Regions from separate parts of the Mus musculus genome. Here regions 1, 2, 3, 4, 5 and 6 are each linked to region 7. A link is a contact called in public HiChIP or PLAC-seq, Micro-C and promoter capture Hi-C data. All regions are on one chromosome and are shown on one strand. Each heading gives the region's core, a stretch centred on a gene start, on an enhancer-like site or on the middle of the called end of the contact. The rest is flanking DNA. Distances are from core to core; before and after follow the strand shown. Region 1 holds the start of Lyl1 (lymphoblastomic leukemia 1). Region 2 holds the start of G430095P16Rik (RIKEN cDNA G430095P16 gene). Region 3 overlaps Cacna1a (calcium channel, voltage-dependent, P/Q type, alpha 1A subunit). Region 4 holds the start of Ier2 (immediate early response 2). Region 5 overlaps Cacna1a (calcium channel, voltage-dependent, P/Q type, alpha 1A subunit). Region 6 holds the start of Adgrl1 (adhesion G protein-coupled receptor L1). Region 7 holds the start of Zswim4 (zinc finger SWIM-type containing 4).

Region 1 (2,700 bases), core at 186-2,685, 460 kb before region 7:
GGTGGGCATGGCTGCCCCTATGGGCCTGGTGTGTCCCAGGTTTATCACTGGCACGCCGGGAGGCAACCAGGGAGTGCACGTGTTTCGGTGGTCCACCTCCTCTGTAGAAAGGGGCCCAGGTGAGGCCGGCTTAGAGGGAGGGGCAGGTGCTGGGCTGGAGGCACATACCATCTCAGTTTTCTCAGTCATGGCGGAACCCACCTCTGCTCTGGCCTGGGGCGGGCACATGGACCCCACGGATAGAATGCTAACCTGTGGGAGAGAGTGAAGTTAAGGGGAAGGAAGGCCAAAGACCATCTTTCTCCCACCTGTTTAACCTGAGCTTTTCAATGTAAGAGCACCCTTAGGCGAGAAAGGGATTGGGGGTTCAATAATCAAAGGTAGAAAAGTGGTCCTAGAAACTGCTAGGACCTAAAAGGAGGGCCTCCTCCACAAGAGGGGAGCCTCCTCCACAAGAGGGGGTGTCTATCAGATACTAGGCAGCGTTGACCCTATGAATTGTTTGTAATGGGCATCTTCAGTCTCTGAACTAGTTCCCATCTTTCAGAATCTCTCCTACCTGCAGCTGGGAATAAGATAGGAATCTCCGGACTAACTCTAAGACCTCCTAAGTCTCCAAGAGTCACCCTCTGCCACCTCTCCATGGCTATTCCAGGGGCCTCTACCCTTGCTGAAAGTTCCTCTTACTGGCCCCCAACCCCATCAGCACCCTACTTACCACGTTTGCTGGGCTCTAAGGTCTGGGGTATCCTGCCAGTGTGTGACTTCCCACATTGCTGCCCTGTTTTCCCCAACTGAGGACATTTCAGTGCCTCCTCACTTCCAGTGAATGAATAAATAAATGAAGTAACAAACACCGAATACAGGCACAGACACTCCTTAATGTTTAAAGCGTCTTTCTTACCCTGTAGCAGTTTCCACAGCTTGGAGAACCCGGCTGTGTGGTCAGGTTTGTCAGTCCAGGTCAGGAGACAGTTTCCACTGTCCAGTTCGGCCGGTGTGCTCCAGGTAATCCCTCCCGTTGGGCCTCAGAGCTGGGCTGCGCCACCTCCCGGGCTCCGGAGGGCCTGAGTAGCTTCGGAGGCGTCGTGGTGGGTACCTCCAAGAGAAAGTGAGCTGCTCCTGGACCGACCCGCCCTTTCCCCCGCCCCCGACAGCCTGGCTTCCTCCCTCTTACCCGCTGGCGCAGAGGCCAGAGGATGCTGGGCCTGTGCAGATAAGGGTCTGGCTGCCTGGCCGCGGCTGATAAGAAGCAATGCTGACCCCGGAGGAAACCAGCGGGCAGGGATCACGGAGCGCGCACCTCCTGATCCACCCCGGCTAGTCACCCTTCGGGGTTTGCTGCTCCCACAGCACTGGAAGACCCCCCAACCCTCAGGAGCCCAGCGCCAAACGTGTGCAAAGGGGAAAGGTGGCAAGGCTGCCTCTGATGTCCTCTGAGGTTGGTCTAGCTTTGAACCCCACCCCCTATGCTGATGGGGGTGGAAGGGGCCCCTTTCCGGTCCTCTGAGGCCCCATGACCCATGAGCCTCAGCCTAGTTCCTCTTTTTTTACAGATCCCCCTGTGGACTGCACCCCCCCCCCCCACACACACACCCAGGAATAGGGCTCCGGAAGGAGACAATTCTGGTAATGTGGCCTTGCCGTGTCCTGACACCGAGGTGCAGGTGTCCCGAACCTGTGGCACTGCTAACGTATTTCCAAGCCCAGGCGGGTGAGATGAGTGTCAAAGCCATATCTGAGTTTCCCAGAAGTTGCTCCCAAGTTCCCCAAGATGCTACTCAGCCATACCACAACTAGGTGGTATCCCTCACTGCCAGGTATTCTGGAGTGATCTTCTGAATTCTGGAAACCTAGAGACTGGAGAGATGGCTTCGTGGCTAACAGCACATGTTGGTTTTGTAAAGGGCTCACACTTTGTTATGGCTCACAACCATAACTAACCCCAGTTCTTTTTTTTTTTTTTTTAAGATTTATTATATGTAAGTACACTGTCTTCAGACACTCCAGAAGAGGGCATCAGATTTTGTTACAGATGGTTGTGGGCCACCATGTGGTTGCTGGGATTTGAACTCTGGACCTTCGGAAGAGCAACCGGCATTCTTAACCACTGAGCCATCTCGCCAGCCCCCCCCTAGCCCCAGTTCTAAGAAATGTGACATCTTAACTCTGAGGGCACCAGACTTGCACATGGTGCACATACATGCATGCAGGAAAAAGTCAAAGAAAAAAAATCCGTATAAAAGTTACAAAAATCCTGGGACCCCAGCTGTAAGCTCCAAAAGGGCCAGGCATGTTGATCCCAACAGTTGAATCTCTTGAGTTCAAGGCTAGCCTGGTCTAAATATTGAGTTTCAGTAGTCGGGTCTATGTAGAGACTCTGCCTCCTCCCAAAAAGGGGAGGGGGACTTCCAAGATGAGCTGAATCCCAGGCACTCCAGGAGGCTTGTCCCCTGTATCTGGTTAATTGTGGGCACACCCAGAGAGGGGCTCAGTGGCCATGCAGACTCATCAAAGTGCTTAAGCCAAAGACCCAGTTACCCACCCTAGTGACTCCTCTAGCACAGCTTGCTACAGTGGGCTTCACTTTCTGACTGATGGTGATGGGTGCATGTGCTGGGAGAGATTCTGCCCCAGGACTCTCCCCTAACATTAATAATCCTCTACTCTAGGGGGAGGGGAGAGAACGTCTCTTCATTG
Region 2 (2,700 bases), core at 77-2,576, 490 kb before region 7:
TCTAGTTGTTCCCAGGGTGCTCCCAGCTCTGGCTCCTGCCTTTGTTCTCCTTTTGCTGCTTTGGAGGGCTTCTAACCATGCTTTCCCTTTTCCTTTTCTCCAGAAAGAGAGTGCTGGTTTCTTCAGGCCAGGGTGTCTTGTCACAGCCCCCAGCCTGTGCGTCCCACCCTTGGCGCTCTGGCTCCTTTCATGGCTCTCCAGCAGGCATCTGTGGGCTCCTCGTGCATCCCTTCCTAGATGCCAGCCTTGTACCCATTTTAATTCCTTTATCGACCGTCAGGAGCAGGATGCTTTCCTCTGCCAGCCACCCTTGCCCAGCATATCCTCCCACATGTTACCAGGGGCCTCATTTTCCTCTCTGCAGAAGCAACTGTAGCCAGATTGCACCCCTGAGGTCAGGCCCCAGGAGGAGCAGAGCAGGGCCCGAGGTGGAGGAAGGGCTGCTGGGTGCTGAGAAGAGAAGGAGCGGGCTGCTTAGCTGGCTTCCTACCCCAGCCAGCTAAACCTGCGTGTTGCTGCTTCCTCCCCCCAGGCCCTGCTTCTCTAAAGAAGTCAGGAAAGCTGGACTTCTGCAGCGCCCTCTCCTCTCAGGGCAGTTCCCCACGCATGGCTTTCACCCACCACCCGCTGCCTGTGCTTGCTGGAGTCAGACCAGGTGAGAGATGGGGGCGGGGCTTAAGGGGACACTGCGGGAGGCAGCCACAGCAAGGGGCAGCTGGCCAGGAGCAACAGGGGGCCAGGGATCAATCTAAGTTATAGATCTGGGCTCCCCAAGTGGGTCGTGGCACAGCAGTGGGGTGGCATGGGATGGGCAGTGTAACTCTGAGAACCAGGCTGCCCACTCGGTTCCTAGAATCCCTCCCACATGCTAACTCTGGCTGTGTTAAGTCTGTGTTGGGTGCATGGTCTGCACATGCTCACTGGGAGCTGCATGCAGCCTCCCCCTCCCCCACCAGCAAGTAGTTGAGCCAAGTTGCTCTCCTGTGGATTAGAAAGAGTACTGCTCAGCAGTCCAGGTTCCTGGTGTCTGTCCTAGAGCAAACCGGCACCAAATCTGGGCCTCCCTGCTTTTCCCAGAAGTGAAGGGCTGGGCCAGAAGGACAAGGCTCACCATGAAAAGGACTGTCTTGCTGCTCTGAGGGCATCTTCAGGCCCTGAGAAGATGCTGGATCTTCCTGAGGGTGGGGCCAGGCAGGATACCCGGGAACCTGGCCCTCCTGCACGTGCTGCTTCCGCCTCAGCACCCATCTGGCAGCAAAGGCCTGGCTTTTGTTTGCACATGGCCCTGTATCTGCCATGCCTCTCTTCTCTTCTGTAGGACGCGACAGGGAGGTTTACCTCCCGGCTTCCTCCTTGGGGCCTCCTGGCTTAGAGCCCAGAGGCAGCCAGCACTGGGGCAGGGTGTGGTGGCCACAAGGTGGGGGCAGGGAGCCCAGGCCTTGTGCAGGCGGCAGGAGGGAGGCAGGCTCCACCCTGCTGCGCTCCATTTTTATGAACTCCAGAGAGAAGCCAAGTTTCCTCAGCCCCCTAATGAAACTGAGAGCAAGAGTGAGCTGATTGGAAACAGACAGGAAGGGGGAGAACTTGAGGAAGAGCTGAGGCCTGTACAGGGGTAGGAACTGTGAGTTCACAGCGGCAGGGCCAACACATGAGGGGGGCCTAAGCATCCACTTACACATTTGGAGTTGTGTGTGTGCCGGGTGCCGATCCTGCACAGGCAGGGTCTGCTTGTCCAGAGACCACGGGGCTGTGGTAATCTGGTGTCGGTCCTTTCAGGCAGGCTCACACCTAGGACGGGGCAAGTGAGGTGTTTGCCAAGGGTAAAAGAAGGAAAATGTCAAGGATACTAAAAAAACTCAACCGGCAATAAGTAACATATTAGTGTGTTGTTTCTAAACAGTAAAAACAGTTGCAAAGCATAGGGTGAGTCTAACACCTGAAATCCCAGCACACAGGAGGCTGAGGCAGGAGGATCAAGAATTGGAGGCCCTATGACTGTCTCAAAAACCAAACAAGAGCAAAACCTTATGAGAAGCAAGTAACATTGTAACAGTTTGCTGGGACTGAGGCGTGGTGGCAGAAAGCACACCCCAGTACTGCAAAGACAAAAGAAAATCAACCATCCGAAAACAAACAACAAGAAAGTGCCCAGCACGTGCCTGCGAGGGTCCAGAATTTAAGGTCATCAAGTTCAGCCCCGGCTACAAGATAGCAACAAACCAACCAGAAAAGCAACATCCTAACAATTTTAAATAGGCCAACCCAACCCTGCGCTGGTAGCTGGCTGTTCACCTGCCTCAGCTAACCCCCACGCCAGCTCCCGGCAAACAGTATTTATAAAAGCAAGCAGCTGGCCCTCAGGTACTAGCCTGCCAGTTTATTTTATTTTATTGCATTGATTTTTTTTTTAACTTAGATGACTGAGGCGTTTTGTGCCTGACACAGTGCTTCTGCCCCATCCTGCCTCTTCCTCAGGACCCTCAGCCCTTTTGCCAGCCGTTGTGTCTTGCTTTTCCACGTGGCTGTTCTCACACCCTTTCTCTCCCCTGCCTGTGTGCACACAGGGAGCCCCCGGGCCACGGCATCAGCGCTGCACTTCCCTTCCACGTCCATCATCCAGCAGTCGAGCCCGTATTTCACACACCCAACCATCCGCTACCACCACCACCATGGGCAGGACTCGCTGAAGGAGTTTGTGCA
Region 3 (2,700 bases), core at 17-2,516, 360 kb before region 7:
CCAGAGCCTTCTGAACTGGGTCAGGTGATCACGTGCCCCAGGCTACAGGGCTTCGGGACAGGGCCTTCAGAGCTCTGTAGACGCTGGGTGTAGACATCAGACGATTACAGAAGCACTTTCAGTGTGGTTTCCCCATTTTACCCGGAGCTAGGAGGTCTGTTCTGGCCCGGGACGGGCCGGCAGCAGTAGCGGCGGCTGTGTCTCACCTTGAAGGACTGCACGAAAGTCCAGAGGAGAATGCGGATGGTGTAACCCTGGCGGAGGAGTTTGATGAGTCTGGCAGCACGGAAGAGGCGGAGAAAGCTCAGGTTGATGAAGTTATTCTGAGGAGATGAGGAAGAAAGGTGACCTTCCACCCACCCTGAGGAGCTTAGAGTATTCAACACTCACAGAGGCCCCTACATGAAGCCAACCAATAGGAAAAAAGCAAGCCACACCCCAAATGAGGAGGGAGAGGAGAGAAAGCACCGTTAATGCAATGGAGCAGAGGGGAACTCAAAAAATAAATAAATAAAAAAGGAGTGAGGGAGAGGAGGGGGTTAGGGGAGGGAAGAGATATCAACTCAAAAGCTTAAGCCCACCCAGCCAGGCCCACTCACAAGTGGGGAAAAGGTGTGGGAAGGGGGAGGAAAAGAAAGGAACAGGGTCCAGGAGGAAATAACAAAAGAGCACAGAAAAGAAAATACATCCGAATCATCCAATCAGGAAAAAAATCGAGATGGTTTTTATTTCTCCCAACAACCAAATGCACTGAGACGATAGGACACAAGCGGGTCAAGTTGCAGAACCCAGCACAAGAGTACAAAGCACAGACACGGGCGGGGTGGGGGAAGGGCACCAGCACACGCAGGCCTAGGGGGCAAGTGCGGTTCCGAGGGCATGTTACGCTCGGGGCCAGAAATGCATCTGTCCTGGGACTCACCGGGCACCCTGCCCTGCCCTGCCCTGCCGAGCTGCCCACCCGCTCCTGCCCGCCCTGACCTCACCCCACGGCCCAGAGGAGCAGCGGCTGGAGCCAATGGGGAGAAGCGGAAGGGCATCTTTTCTTACCCCCTTGGCGAGCGGGAATGGGGAGGACGGGAGGGAGCTGGGGCTGTTCGGCTGCAGGGTGAGTCCTCGCTGCCCGCTGAGTCGGAGAAGATGCATTAGGGGCCCTTTTCCCCCCTCTCAGGGATGGCTTCTCAGCTTCTGGGGCTGGGTGGTGTCTCGGGACCAGGCCTGCGGGAAGCAGGAAGGTCTCAGCTCCCAGGGCGAGTGAGCTCTGATCAGCCCAGGGCCTACCAAGGGGCCGCTGCTGCGGGTGGGGAGATGAGGCTATTCTTGGCCCCTGGACTTCCCTAGGTGGGCCCTGCCTGTCCTCCAAACCCAGGTCTAGTCACTGCCTCTGGCCTCCCTCCCAGGCTGTTAGTGAAGAGAGACAGTGGCTGGAAACTGTGGGCAAGGCCCAGGACTCTCCAGGGGGGCATCAGCGGAGGTTGGTGATGGGTGGCAAATGACCCAATATAGCCAATGAAAGTAATTTGTTGGGCCTAAGTGGTTTTGTTTTTAAATACAAAGTTGCTAATTTTAAATTTGGACGTTGCCCACCGATCTGGATTTTTGGCTCCCCCAGGCCTCTCGTAGCTGTCCCCTGGAGTCTGGCTATATGCTCTCCAGTTTCCCGGGCTCTCTGGTGATTGGCCCACAGAGCATTGTGAGTTTTCTGCCTGGGGACCACATGGTTACGACCAGCAGGCAGGAGGCAGGAGGGAATGGGGTCTCTGGCTAGAAGGGAGCTTTCTGGTGCCCCAGTCTTAAGATCTGTAGGAGTCCTGGAGACACATCATAGGGCAAGACCGAATGAGGCCTAATGACTGGAGGTGCATGGATAAGCGGCCCTGACAAGAGCATTCTTCGGAATTTCAAGTGTCCCTATTTGCATAATGAATTATTTTTTTATTGCAAGGGGGTCATGCTATGGTTCAGTCTGGTCTTGAATTTGAGATCCTCCTGCCTCAGACTTCCAAGTGCTGGGATGAAAGGGGGGTCATCACTATGCTTTGTCTTTGGCTATATTTAGCCTCCTTCCCAGAGGCATCCTTTTACTGGGTCTTTGCCATGAGCTAGCTAGCTCTGGCTTGGAAGCAGAGAGGCAGTGACTGGATATTGAAGAATTTCGGAGCCTGGTAAGAGGCCTCTGGGGCAAAAGACTTGGCCTTTGGGCTTCTGGGATGGGGAATAGCCTTGGGCTCCTACATCAGGACACTCTTAGGCCCAACTGTTGTGAGCCTGTTCCAAAAGTCTCACATAAGCCTGCAAACCTAGCTAAGAGTCACCCACCGTGCCCCGCTGACCTGATGCCTGGTCTTGCCTGGCCACCAAGCTTTCCTGGGGATGGGACCACTAACCAAGAAGTATTCCCCACCCTCTCCCTCAACCCCCCGGAGAACAAGCCATCCCTTCCATGGGGTGGATCATAACATGTGGGCTCGGCCAGACATGCAGAGGCAGGGGTTCCTGGGAGCAGTGTGGGGCCGAGGGCAAACTGGCACATGCAGAAGCAGGGATCTAGCAGCTGCTGAGCACGCACACACATAAGGGAGGAGGGGCGGGGACCGGAGAAGTCAGGGGTCTCAGGCCTATCTGCTCTTCCGGCTCTTCCTGAGTCTGCATGGAGTCCTGCTAGCACACACAACTCCCAAGAGGCATCCTCTTACTACT
Region 4 (2,700 bases), core at 177-2,676, 430 kb before region 7:
GTTCTCTCCGGGACGCCGTGCAGACTGTCCAAAGAACTGTAGCACCAAACAGACTCGAACGACCCGAGACAACACTTAGTTAGGCTCCTGAGGGCTGGATTGGAGGGGCGTGCTCGCCGATGGAAGGGGCCCCGCCCCGGAAGCCCTCTCCTCGGGCTAAGACCGGCTGCCCTTGTTCTTATATGGGCATCCGGAAGTGGTTCGCGGCGCCAACCTACGTCATTACATCCAAATTTAGCCAGGGAAGTCGGCCGGCTGCAGTGGCGGGAAGTCTGCCCGCTGGCAGGGGGTGTTTCTTAAAGGGCCTGCACAGCAAATGAAAGGGGTTATTTGAATTTTTCTCCCTTCTGCAACTAGAAGCAAGTTTTTCTTGGGAAGTGATGCAAAGTGGAACCGACTTCTTTTTTTCTTTTCTTTGTTACTGTGTGTGTGTGTGTGTGTGTGTGTGTGTGTGTGTGTGTGTGTGTGTGTGTGTGTGTGTGTGTGTGTGAGACATCGTATAGAAGTCTGTTCTCTTGTACGGCGTGGGACCGGTGGGACCGGGAATCGAACTGAGTTCGTTAGGCTTGGCAACAAGTGGCTCCACCCACTGTGCCATCTCGACCCAGATATCTGTCTTTCTTGGAGTAATTCCGTTCACGAGGGCATGAAGGCAGAAAACTGCTCTATTGACAAGGGAAGATCGCAGGCCCTATGGACATTGGGACTTCCATGCCACTGGGTTGCGGAAAACTGGGAGATCTTTAACGCTGAAAGTAAAGAGCAGTCGTGAGGTGGTGGATATCTGTGGTTACGGGGTACAGTGTCCGTGCCCACTTTCCACCCATGTCCAGAAAGGTGGAGATAGAAGGGCTGCAGGCTTTAGTTGATCCTTTCGCCATAGTATAATCATATAATCATTCGTTTAGTAAATATTGGTCAGGTGGCTGCCTATTTCTCACCTGGAAAACTGTATCTTCTATGGAGTGGAGGTGAGAGATCAGAGACATTGAATAAAAAGAGAAAGTTCAACACTGTAGTAACTGGCGTGTAGTAACTGCTTAATAAGTAGCAGCGTTTTTACTGTTCAAAAAATATTAATTAGCAGGCTGGTAGGCAAGATGAACGGTGCCCTCGGGGAATGTACCCCGGTCCCGGGTTTTCCCCACTGCAGTCAGATTACCGCCCACTATCCGTCTCGTTGGTGGGCCTCATCCTCTGGCCCGTTGGTGACTCTGAGAACCCAGAACCTAGTGTCTTAAGGTGCAGTGGGGAAGTTCTTCCTTGCAGTAGTTAAGTCCTTTTTCCTTCGAGGCGTAAATTTATCCCTATTGCTTTAAGGACTCGCTAGCCACTGTGGAAAGCCCGGATGAGGCCCTCTGGTTGGGCGTGGTGTTGCAGTGACGTCACTCTCAGTATATTAAAAGGCTCCGGCTTGCTGCCCTCGCCCGAACGTCTAGCAGAGTACCTGCTGCTGTAAGCTTGTCGTCTGGGCTGCACCGCCCGTCTTAACCCATTCTCGACTTAACTACTCTCGTCGAACAAGCATGGAAGTACAGAAAGAAGCGCAGCGCATCATGACTCTGTCGGTATGGAAGATGTACCACTCTCGCATGCAGCGAGGTGGCTTGCGACTCCACCGGAGTCTGCAGCTGTCCCTCGTTATGCGCAGCGCTCGAGAGGTCTACCTCTCAGCCAAGGTAGAAGCCCACCAGCCCGAGTTCCCGCCATCCCGCAGGGCTCTTGACCCTCGCCTGCACCCGCCGCGGGAAGCCGAAGTTGCAGTGGAAGTAGCGTCCCCCGAAGCCGTGCAGCCTCCGGAGCCCATGGATACGCAAGAGGAAGTGCTGCGAGTCCAGGAGACCCCTGCGCTCTGTGACCCGCCCCCCGCTAGAGTCAGCCGCAAGCGCCGGAGCAGCAGCGATTTGAGCGACGGTAGTGATGCCGGACTGGTACCAAGCAAGAAGGCCCGTCTAGAAGAGGTGGAGGGGGAGGCGACGTCGGAGGTTCCCGATCGCCTGCAGCTTCCTCCGGCACAAAGCGAAGGTGCCTTCCCTAACCTCGCCCGCGTCCTCCAAAGGCGCTTCTCCAGTCTCCTGAACTGTGGACCCGCCGTGCCCCCGCCGACGCCCCCCACGTGCGAGGCCAAGCCAGCCTGCCGCCCGGCCGACAATATGCTCAACGTGCTGGTGCGAGCTGTGGTGGCCTTCTGAGAGCTCTGGTGGCTTCTTTCGAGCGGCGCCACCGGAGCGGAGAACGCACACCCGAGGCGAAGGCCGGCGGGGGCCGTGAAGAAGAGCCGCGGCCCGAGCTGCCGAGAGGCCAGGGGAAGGACTGAGGAGCGAGGGGCGCGGGCGCCTTCTCCCAGACGTGCGTCCATAGGTGCTATTAAAGGACTGTCCCTTCCTTGGCTTGGAGAAGGGACACCTAGATCTTGAATCTCAGGGTCGAACTCTCTAGGGGCCAGGCTGCCCTTTCAAGGCCGTTTCACTACCATTCGCGTTTCGGCCCCTACAAGTGGGCACGCTTGTGCAAGCGGTCAGAGTTGCGTCATGGGACAGACGCGGGTGCTTCCTGTTGCCTTGCGTGGGTGTGGGGCCTGGGAGGAGGCCAGGGTGTGGACCCGCCCTAGGGACTGGGAAGTGACTTGAGTCACCTCGCCCCCACAGGCTGCTGTGGGTGAGCCTGAACTGAACCAATCAAATCTGCGATCAGAGTTGA
Region 5 (2,700 bases), core at 8-2,507, 400 kb before region 7:
GCTTCTCCTTGGCCCAACTCTCTTGCCCCTCACGCCCATCCCCACCTCTGGTCCCTATCCCTCAGGCCCAGCTTGGCCTGCCCTAGCAGTGGAGGTGCTGGAGACCATTCTGAGTCTGCATTTACTGTCCCAGAATCCTTGCTCTTGCTCTGCCATGGACAGTCTTCAGGTCTCTCTGTAGCAGGCAGAAGAAGGAAGACAGGGCCAACTGGACCAGGCCTGCTCCAACTCTGATGTGCAGGACCCAGCCCAAGGCAGGAGCTAAGGGACCTGAGGCAGTAGGCCAGTGGTCACTGGTTGAACTGGAGGAACAGACCCGCAAGAAATGGGCAGGGTGGGCAGGTCGGCCTCTTGGAGGCTCTGAAGACGATGTGGGGTGCCGTGTGGCCCCTTGCACACACAGGACACAACACACAAGGAAGGGGCTCCTCCAACACACAAGGTGGGGCTAGGGTGGGATCTGGAACGAAAGGGTAGGGTGGAGGGTAGTGGGAGATGGTGGGAGCTGTCACAGACAGGGCAGGGAGGGAGAGGGGCTGGAGCCGAGCTGGCCGGGCGCGGTACATACACTGAGGTCATTTCCACGTGGCCGGCCCCTTCTCCTCTGTCCCAGCCCCACAGGATGGCGCACACAGAAAAAACAGAAAGAAGGAAATAAATATAAAAGGCAGAAAGGATGGTGAGTGGGTGGTCCATGCAGGAGGTGGAGGGTAGAGAGGTTAAAACTCGGTGTCAGTGGTGTCGGATGAGGGGGTGCTCCAGGACCCCGCTGGCTGTCCCCCACAACAGGCACAGAAGAGACAGGAGACAGACAGATGGCAGAGACACGAGACTGACAGATGGGACAGCAAGGCCACAGGCTCCTGGCCCATTTCATGCGATGCACTGCGGCCCAGCACCCCTCCCCCGCCTCGCCCCAGCTTCAGCTCAAAGCTTCCAGGTGGCCTTCAGCCCAGCTTGGCTCATCTCTGTTTTGGGACCAGCAGGCCAGGCCTGACAGAAGGGATGGGGCAGCTACATGCACCCCAAGGTCACAACAGCCAGAGGCCAGGCCCTTGGGCCATGATGACCCAGCCAGACACAGCGAATCTGCTACATAATGCAGGGCAAGCTGCCCCAGCCAGACATGCCTGCCCCCTCCCGCTGCCCCCCTCCTCCTGCCCTTTCTTCTTGTCCTCAGTAGCAGCCTGGGCTTTATCCCCATTCCCGATTGCATTGCGATTGCGCAGTAGCCAGGCATGCTTGTTTCTCTGTCCCCATGGGGATCTTGCCTTCCCTATAAGGGGCTGGAGTAGCTAAGAGAAGCAGCCACACTGAGACACACATACCATGTACACACCCAACCCCCCAACCCTCCCAGACATGTGACAGCCATCCCAGGAACACCCAGACTCTGCTTTGTGATTCTTCAGACATGCTCTATTCCTGAAGGCAGCAGGCCATGTGCGTGCACACGGACATGCCTGTTAACACTGGGAACACACGGATGCATGTGCATGTATGTATGTATTGCATGTAAGTGGTATGTGTGTGAAGTGCACCAGGTCCGCCCATGCTAAGCAGGGGGATACCATGAGCTCCACTCTCCAGCTGTGGAGTTAGGATTCTAGTTTTCTTTTTTTTTTTTAATTAGTTTATTATTTGTGTACATGTGTGTGAGTTTGTGCACCTGTGTGTAGGTGCTTGAGAAGGCGAGGAGAGGGCACTGGGTCCCTGGAGCTCTGGTTACAGGAGGCTGTGAACCGGCATGTGCTGGAATTCAGTCAGGTCTTCTGCAAGAGCAGCGCATGCTCTTACCCAGTGAGCCACTTCTCTAGCTACTAGTCAGGATTCTTTAGTTTTGTTTTGAGTCAGGATCTCACACAGTGAGAGGCTGGCCTCGAACTAGCTATAGAGCAGTGTCTGACTGTGAACTCCCAATCTTCCTGTTTCCACTTTCCAAGTGGCAGGATTATAGATGTAAGTCGTGTTGCTTGTTTGAGAGGTGATCCAGGTCTATAGCCTAAGCTGCCCTGGAATTCCTCTTTCCTCAGCCTCCTGGGTGTGTGAGACGCCTCATGCTGCTGAAGCAGGCATTCCCAAAGGCATCTCTCACCAGAGCTGGACCCACCCCTTCCGAGCCCACTCCGCCCCTTTGTGCTCTCAAATAGGGCAGACAGAAGCCATTTGGCACTGACTACCATGTGCCTCAAGGTGCTCCATCTCTCTCTGGCTTTTGTCAGAGAGCGGTTAGGAGGACCAGGCTCTGAAGGAGTCAGGAAAGGGTGGTCTCCACCCTAACCCACCCACGAAGCTACAGATGGTCCCACCCAGGCTGGGGTCCCCAAGGGAGAGGTATAAGATCCTCAGTAACTTGTGTGGGGCAGCCCAGAATCCTGCAAGCTCTCACCTGGTTCTCTGCTGGGAGGCGGGGCATGGAGGCGGCCCTGGTCTGGCCTTCCATGGGGAGGTAGTGTTCGCTGTCTGAGTAGCCATCAGTACCCATTTCTCGCATCTCCACAGACTGTCAGGCAGAGGGTGGGGTAGGGTGAGTCTGGAGCCTCTGTATGGGAGAACCCTTTCTGCCTGAACCACCCAGCCTGCGGTAGGGGGAAGCAGCACCTGGGAGTTGGGCTGGCTGTTAGGCATGTCGATGGGTGGCCCTCGCTCTGGGCTCCAGGTGCCAGTCTTCTGGAACATCTCTTGGGCCCGCTGGGTCAC
Region 6 (2,700 bases), core at 131-2,630, 340 kb after region 7:
CTTAACAGGGTACCACTAACAGAAGATGTCTCACAACTGCACCAGGGTTGCCCAAAGCACCCCTCCGGGCTGAAACTCACTCGACACCCAGACATACCTCTCCCCATACCACCCCCAACCACCATTAGCGCCACTGCCTCCCAGAGAAAAACAAGCCATGTCGGGGGGGGGGGGGGGCTGGCCCAGCATCCTGCGGTGCCAGCCCCCCGACATGGCTTCTCTGGGGAGCCCGGGCCCGCGCGCTGCGCGCACACGCACCCTCTCCACTCACACCCAGACACCTACACAAACAGGGCGCCAAGCACCCGCGCGCACACGCACCGGGGACACGCAGGCACCGCCGCGCCGCTTCCCCACAAAGGCCGGCGCGCGCGCGGGCACACGCAGCCACGCGCGGGCACACTAGCGGTCCCCTCCCCCTGCAGGGCACCCTGCGGCCGCCCATCCGCACCCTCACCAAGCCCCCGGCGGGCGGGGGTAGGGTGCTCCCCGCCCCTCCCGCCGCGCACACCTGGCCCAGGTGCGGCGTGGCCTGAGGCTCCCGCACACTCACCTGTCCAGCGGCGCTTCGGGGTCGGCCGTGCGCGCTCCTCCGGCGGCTCCGCGAAGCCGGGCCCCCCGCCCGGCACATCTCCCGGAGCCCGGCCCAGGGGGAAGCGGGGAGGGGGTGGCTGAGCGAGGGAGGACTCCGTGTCCCTTCTTTCCTCCGGCCCAGCACCGCCGCCACCGACCAAAATTTAAAAGGGAAGGGGTGGGGGGGGGGAGTATAAAAAAAAAAAAAAAAAGGAAAGAAAAGGCGGATCGCGGCGCTCCGGAGGCGGCCCCGGCCCCGGGCGCGCGGGTCTGCGCCCCTCCCGGGGAGCGAGGCGTGGAGGCGGAGGGGCGGGGGCGGCGTCAGAGCTCGGGGGGCTGGGGCGAGGCGGAGCCCCCCGAGGCGGCGCCGGCTGCCCGCATCTCCCCCGCAGCTCCGCGGCCCCGACGGAGGCGGCACGTGTGTGCCCAGGCGACTTCCCAGCGCCCCCGGACGGCAGCGGGCGAAGGGTTAACGCGGCTGCCCGGGCGGCCGCGCAGGCCCCCGCCGCCCGGCGGCGCCGCTCCTGGGCCCGCGCGGCCCCATCCGCCGGGGCGTCTCCGGCAGACGGCGGGGCGGGGGCGTCGCAGCGCCGACTGCTCCCGCGCCGACCGCTCGCGCTGCCCGCAGGGGGCCGGAGCTACACAGCTGGAAGCAGGCGCGGCGGCGTTGCGCCCCCGGGGTGGCCGGAGCAGGGGGCGCGGGGCTGGGCCCGTGGGCACCGCAGGACTCGCGGAGCGAGCGGGCGCGGGGCACCAGCAATGACAAGCCGCCTGCTCTCGGCGCTGCCGGGCCCGCCGGCTCCGGGAGGGGGGCGGCGGACAAGCGCAAAACCTGGCCTGGACTACCCGCCGGGGACTAGTCTCCGCAGCCCTCCCGTGCGCCCCGAGGAAGGGCCCGGAAACCTGGCCTGGAGTTCCACTCGCCTCCCCCAAGGAAAAGTGGGCAGAGGGAGGCGACGCGCTAGATCCCCCTAGTTGGGCTGGGGGGGGGTGGGGTGCGACGGGCGGCAAGAAAAAACGGAACGGACTCTGCAGCCGTGCTGTGCAGAAAGGCGCCTAGCCGGTGAGGGGTAAATGGAGAGCTGTGCAAGGACTGCGCAAAACCTGGTCCGGATTTGGCAGAGAGGGTAGGGACGGGAGGGGCGCGGTGTGGGGGGGTAGGAGTGGGAGGGGAGGTAGCTGCGACAGGGCCAGATGCACTCGAGGCACGCAAATTTCGGTCCGGATTCTTCCAAGGGAGATGGAGTAATGCGTCAGGCCTGTGCGGTGGCAACAAAAAAGACCTGGACCAGAGCGTCTCCCACCCGGGATTGCAGGAGGGCCGGAGGGAGTGCTGCTTAGTGACTGACAAGAGCGTAGGCTGTCCCCCATCTTCCTAACAGCGACGTGGGGTGGGGAGGGACAAAATGAGGGCTGGACTGAGGTATGGAAGGATCCCGCGCGCTGGCTGCAACAGAGCCGGCAGGTAAAAGCAGTATCTGGATCCTGGGTGATGCGACAGGAAGGGGATGTGGTGTGGATCCCGCTACCCTGGGAGACCAGACCTACAATAAAAAAATAAATAAATAAATTAATTAAAAAAAAAAACGAGGGAGGGACGCAAAGCCAGGACTGGAGCGTAGGTAGGATGGGATGAGAACAGCCCCCCTCCCCCAAACAGAAGAGAGAGCCTTGGCAACCGGACAGGGTCCTGGAGCTGACCAGGCTGCAGGAGCGGAGGAGAGGTTAGTATCTATAAACGCCTCAAGCGTCTGGTTTTGGAGGGGGTGGGTAGGGAAGAAAAAAAAAATTGAATTTTAGGTTGATGGCGAGAGCAAAAGCCCGGTGCAGATTTCCACAACGTAAGAACTACACTGCAGGTGATGGACTCGGAGAAGTAGGGCAGCGGATCGGACTTAGATTCCTAGGCTTTGGACTTAGTGAGTGAAGCCAGAGGCTGGGTTCAGCCCCCCAGCTACAGATGAAGCCTAGGATTGCTTCTCTAGATGGGAAAGGGGGTCGACCTGGCCCAAATATCTGGAGCCAAAGCTACCACTGCCTAGACTTATAGTTTATTTGTTTTTTTGGTTTTTTTTTTTTTTTTTGGTGGGGGGAGGCTATAAAGCTGAACCCGGGGCCAAAACCAGG
Region 7 (2,700 bases), core at 42-2,541:
CCAGTTCCTCCATTGTGTTCTTCCCCCTACAAAAGAGCCCCACTTGAGCAGCCCTGTTTCAAGGGTTCACAGGCTACTTATGAGTGACTGTTAGTTGCCACGGTGGGGAGGGGTCTGTCCAAAAGCAACCAGTGGGCTAGTCGGCTTCTGTGGACCAGGTTGGGTTTTTCCTGCTTTGAGGATCCTAAACACTAAATGGGATCACAGCTATGTTGGCAGGTTTTAGTCTGAACTGCTACTGTACGCTGGGCGCTGTTCCACGTGCTGACTTGTCTCCCCATGGACGTACACTTGATCCTTGGAGCTCAGAGTTCAGAGAGACATTTAACAACCCCCCTACCCTGGTATCTCAAAGAGCTCTAAAGGATGAGGCAAGAGGATCTCCAATCAGACTAACCAGGGTTACATAATGAGAGAAGGGGGGGGGGGGTTCAGAGGTAGTGCAGGGTGGTGGGCCATCTAATCCTGGACTAGATGAATAAATGATGCTGGAGAGGCCGCGACGGTAGGAAAACGCAAGGTTCTCTTAGGTCATGGGGGTGGGGTGTGGAAAAATGACGAAGATGGTGAGTGGCTTCCGCACTGTGGAAAATATAAGCTGAGTCAGGGGGAAAAAACGATTCGAAGTGGGGGATTTGACATGCATTAAGTCCAATCTAATGAAACTAACACTCTCATGGGTCGAAATGGGCAATTTCATGTTCATTCCACAGACGTAGAAAGGATTGGGGTGTCTTAGCTCGCAGCTCAAGAGGAACTCGTAAAGTTAACAGCCCACAGCGAGCGCATTGCTAGGAAGGACTGTGCTGGCCCGGGTCGGCTCTTAGAGCATCCAAACTGTACCAGTGGCCCAGAGAGGTTATTGAGTTTCTAGGGTCATTACAGCTCAGAGAGAGTCAACCCCGGCCGGGAGGCGGCCGGAAGCGACCCTCCGTAAACAAAGCCGTGTGTAGGCGCAGCCCCAGCCGCCAGGCTAGAGGGCCGGCCCAAAGGGGCGGAGAAGGAATGTTGTGAATGAACGTGAGACCTCCCCGAAACTCCTCACAAGGCCAAGCCGTGGGGTTCCCTCATTTTGATTGGCTCATACCGCCCCGTGATGGACAGCGACTCTTCTTGCGACCTCTTATTGGATGGCACAGAAAAGACGGACGTGGAGATTGTCGAATGAACAGCGGCATCTTGGAGGCGGGTCTTTGAGGACAGCCAATAGAAAGGGAGAAATAGGGCGGTGGGGGCGGGGCCTCGTCTGAGGAGGCAGCGGCTGCTAAGACGGCTTCATTGTTGTGAAGAGTCTTAAAGGGGCCGCGTCGTCCGGCCGGCTCGGCCGGATGGAGCCCCCGGCGGCCAAGCGCAGCCGGGGCTGCCCCGCGGGGGACGAGCCCGGGACCGGGGCCCGTCGCAGTCGCCCCGAGCCGTTGTTGGACCTTAGCGCCAAGCGGGTGGCCGAGAGCTGGGCCTTCGAGCAGGTAAGGCCCCGGCCTGCCCCAGGCCTCACACCTCGCCCCCTCCCCAGCAGCCAGCCCCCCACACCGCCACCCCGGGCCCCGCACCCCGAGCCTCTCTGCCCGCGACCCTCCGGGTCTCTATTCTGACCTCTTTTCTTCCTCAAGAGACACACCAGCCCAGAGACCCACACTGCCCCACTCCTGCCGTAGGGTTTCCCTGTCCCACCCTCCAGGAAGAAGACCCCCGTCTCTGCAGGGCCTATACATGACACCCCTGTATCCCTTTGCTCCAGCCTCCAGAGCCCACCAGTCCTCTCCAGATCCCCGACTGTGGGACAAGAGGCAGGGTCACTGAGGGAAGGGCTCTGTGCCCCTCCTCCCCCCTTCCCCCTCCCTCCAGCTATTCCAGAGCCAAGATTGGGATACAGAGGCAGAGAGGCTCCTGGAACCCCTACTCTGTGACTTGTGGAGTGGTGTCCCGAGAAAAAATTCCCCTCTCTCTGTCTAAGGGTCCCCCAAGAAGATGGGAAGGGTCCGAGGCTCCTCTCAGTCCCATACAGCTGTCTTTCAGTCTGACTTTGAGTGTTCTTGGCCTCACAACTCTTCCTGAGTTAGGATGGATGGGTTTGGACTGACCGTGGACTGAGCAGGCTCTGATTCATGACCGGAAAATCCCTCCTTAGTCATCTGCCAACTGTCAGGAGCCGAATCACTGACTCCCCCTTCTCTCGTAGAAACCTTGGGTAGGGCCTCCGTGCTGTTCACCCTATGTGACATGCACAGAAGAACCGTAAAACTGTCTTCAGGACTCTCACAGATCTGCCTTGGCCCAGCCAGGTGCTAAGAGAACTCTGGGCAGGTTCTGGAGCCCTTGTGGAGTTGTTCTCACTTTGAGGAAACTGGGGCACAGAGACGTTGAGAAACTTGCCCAAGGTCACCCAGCCAGTCACTAGCCAACTCAGATTGGAACACAGCCTCGAATGCTGGCTCCATTCCTTGGAGTCTACAGGGGATGGCAGGTCAGCCCTTCCCTCCTAGAGAAGGGGCTTTTTTTTTTTTCCTCAGGGGAGGAACAGGGGAAGAAATACCCAGGGTGGAACTGATGTTGGGAGTCTGAACAATTTGGTTTAGGGATCCTGAAGAGCTGACTTCATCTCTGATGTAGTAATGCTGACCCCTTCAGGTTCTCAAGCTGTCATGCCAGCTTCCTCAGGCTCGTTCTGAGGCTGTGACACTGACCCAGTGCTATGGTTTC

The links. A called contact is a pair of places that touch in the nucleus more often than the background predicts. HiChIP or PLAC-seq counts read pairs in DNA pulled down with a chosen protein or histone mark. Capture Hi-C pulls out chosen DNA fragments and counts their contacts.
Region 1: a contact with region 7 is called in a promoter capture Hi-C map of liver, with 2.7 times the contacts expected there. The contact joins the promoter of Lyl1 here to the promoter of Zswim4 in region 7. A contact is called at or near these places in 1 of 39 promoter capture datasets (embryonic stem cells), 1 of 484 Hi-C or Micro-C datasets (B cells), 2 of 115 datasets of contacts at active chromatin or transcription factors (bone marrow-derived macrophages and effector CD8 T cells) and 2 of 9 other capture datasets (liver and pancreatic islet).
Region 2: an H3K4me3 HiChIP or PLAC-seq map of bone marrow-derived macrophages shows a contact between it and region 7, with 4 times the contacts expected there. The contact joins the promoter of G430095P16Rik here to the promoter of Zswim4 in region 7. A contact is called at or near these places in 1 of 39 promoter capture datasets (embryonic stem cells) and 1 of 115 datasets of contacts at active chromatin or transcription factors (bone marrow-derived macrophages).
Region 3: a contact with region 7 is called in an H3K4me3 HiChIP or PLAC-seq map of forebrain, with 3 times the contacts expected there. The contact joins the enhancer-like site here to the promoter of Zswim4 in region 7. A contact is called at or near these places in 1 of 39 promoter capture datasets (hippocampal neurons), 1 of 15 datasets of contacts at CTCF or cohesin (the NIH/3T3 cell line), 2 of 484 Hi-C or Micro-C datasets (embryonic stem cells and nephron progenitors) and 3 of 115 datasets of contacts at active chromatin or transcription factors (the NIH/3T3 cell line, embryonic forebrain and forebrain).
Region 4: a contact with region 7 is called in an H3K4me3 HiChIP or PLAC-seq map of embryonic stem cells, with 16 read pairs. The contact joins the promoter of Ier2 here to the promoter of Zswim4 in region 7. A contact is called at or near these places in 2 of 39 promoter capture datasets (embryonic stem cells and neural stem cells), 12 of 115 datasets of contacts at active chromatin or transcription factors (the 230-238 cell line, bone marrow-derived macrophages, double positive thymocytes and 4 more) and 2 of 9 other capture datasets (liver and macrophages).
Region 5: a contact with region 7 is called in an H3K4me3 HiChIP or PLAC-seq map of embryonic stem cells, with 8 times the contacts expected there. The contact joins the enhancer-like site here to the promoter of Zswim4 in region 7. A contact is called at or near these places in 2 of 484 Hi-C or Micro-C datasets (embryonic fibroblasts and embryonic stem cells), 12 of 115 datasets of contacts at active chromatin or transcription factors (the NIH/3T3 cell line, astrocytes, embryonic forebrain and 6 more) and 1 of 9 other capture datasets (adipose tissue).
Region 6: a contact with region 7 is called in a Micro-C map of embryonic stem cells, with 2.2 times the contacts expected there. The contact joins the promoter of Adgrl1 here to the promoter of Zswim4 in region 7. A contact is called at or near these places in 3 of 484 Hi-C or Micro-C datasets (CD4 T cells and embryonic stem cells), 4 of 115 datasets of contacts at active chromatin or transcription factors (effector CD8 T cells, embryonic stem cells, large pre-B cells and 1 more) and 1 of 9 other capture datasets (adipose tissue).

What each region holds. Positions count from the first base shown.
Region 1 is chr8:84,700,192-84,702,891 of GRCm38.p6, reverse strand. It overlaps Lyl1 (lymphoblastomic leukemia 1), which reads right to left and starts at 1,435. Exons shown (of 4, transcript NM_008535.2): 1 at 905-1,435; 2 at 1-252. The coding sequence starts at 228.
Region 2 is chr8:84,721,683-84,724,382 of GRCm38.p6, reverse strand. It overlaps G430095P16Rik (RIKEN cDNA G430095P16 gene), which reads right to left and starts at 1,326. Exons shown (of 2, transcript NR_169084.1): 1 at 1,112-1,326. Nfix (nuclear factor I/X) reads left to right here. Exons shown (of 11, transcript NM_001371053.1): 7 at 533-655; 8 at 2,565-2,700.
Region 3 is chr8:84,599,012-84,601,711 of GRCm38.p6, reverse strand. Cacna1a (calcium channel, voltage-dependent, P/Q type, alpha 1A subunit) reads right to left here. Exons shown (of 47, transcript NM_007578.3): 32 at 207-323. Among named protein-coding and RNA genes, the nearest start is that of Gm32854, 12 kb to the right of the region's middle. Within about 2 kb of position 1,266, at least 73 of the 459 cell types and tissues checked have an H3K27ac peak or open chromatin away from gene starts, as enhancers often do. A contact at or near this core is called in embryonic forebrain, embryonic stem cells, forebrain and 1 more, where this site is marked.
Region 4 is chr8:84,661,578-84,664,277 of GRCm38.p6, reverse strand. Ier2 (immediate early response 2) reads left to right here and starts at 1,426. Exons shown (of 1, transcript NM_010499.4): 1 at 1,426-2,700. The coding sequence starts at 1,527. The coding sequence ends at 2,192.
Region 5 is chr8:84,633,453-84,636,152 of GRCm38.p6, reverse strand. It overlaps Cacna1a (calcium channel, voltage-dependent, P/Q type, alpha 1A subunit), which reads right to left. Exons shown (of 47, transcript NM_007578.3): 42 at 2,602-2,700; 43 at 2,390-2,503; 44 at 569-604. Gm39212 (a long non-coding RNA gene) reads left to right here. Exons shown (of 3, transcript XR_003947427.1): 2 at 1-2,700. Among named protein-coding and RNA genes, the nearest start is that of Gm39212, 3.8 kb to the left of the region's middle. Within about 2 kb of position 1,257, at least 62 of the 459 cell types and tissues checked have an H3K27ac peak or open chromatin away from gene starts, as enhancers often do. A contact at or near this core is called in the NIH/3T3 cell line, adipose tissue, embryonic fibroblasts and 2 more, where this site is marked.
Region 6 is chr8:83,898,778-83,901,477 of GRCm38.p6, reverse strand. It overlaps Adgrl1 (adhesion G protein-coupled receptor L1), which reads right to left and starts at 1,380. Exons shown (of 23, transcript NM_181039.2): 1 at 554-1,380. Gm26721 (predicted gene, 26721) reads left to right here and starts at 1,751. Exons shown (of 4, transcript NR_166528.1): 1 at 1,751-2,297.
Region 7 is chr8:84,235,633-84,238,332 of GRCm38.p6, reverse strand. Zswim4 (zinc finger SWIM-type containing 4) reads left to right here and starts at 1,291. Exons shown (of 14, transcript NM_172503.3): 1 at 1,291-1,466. The coding sequence starts at 1,329.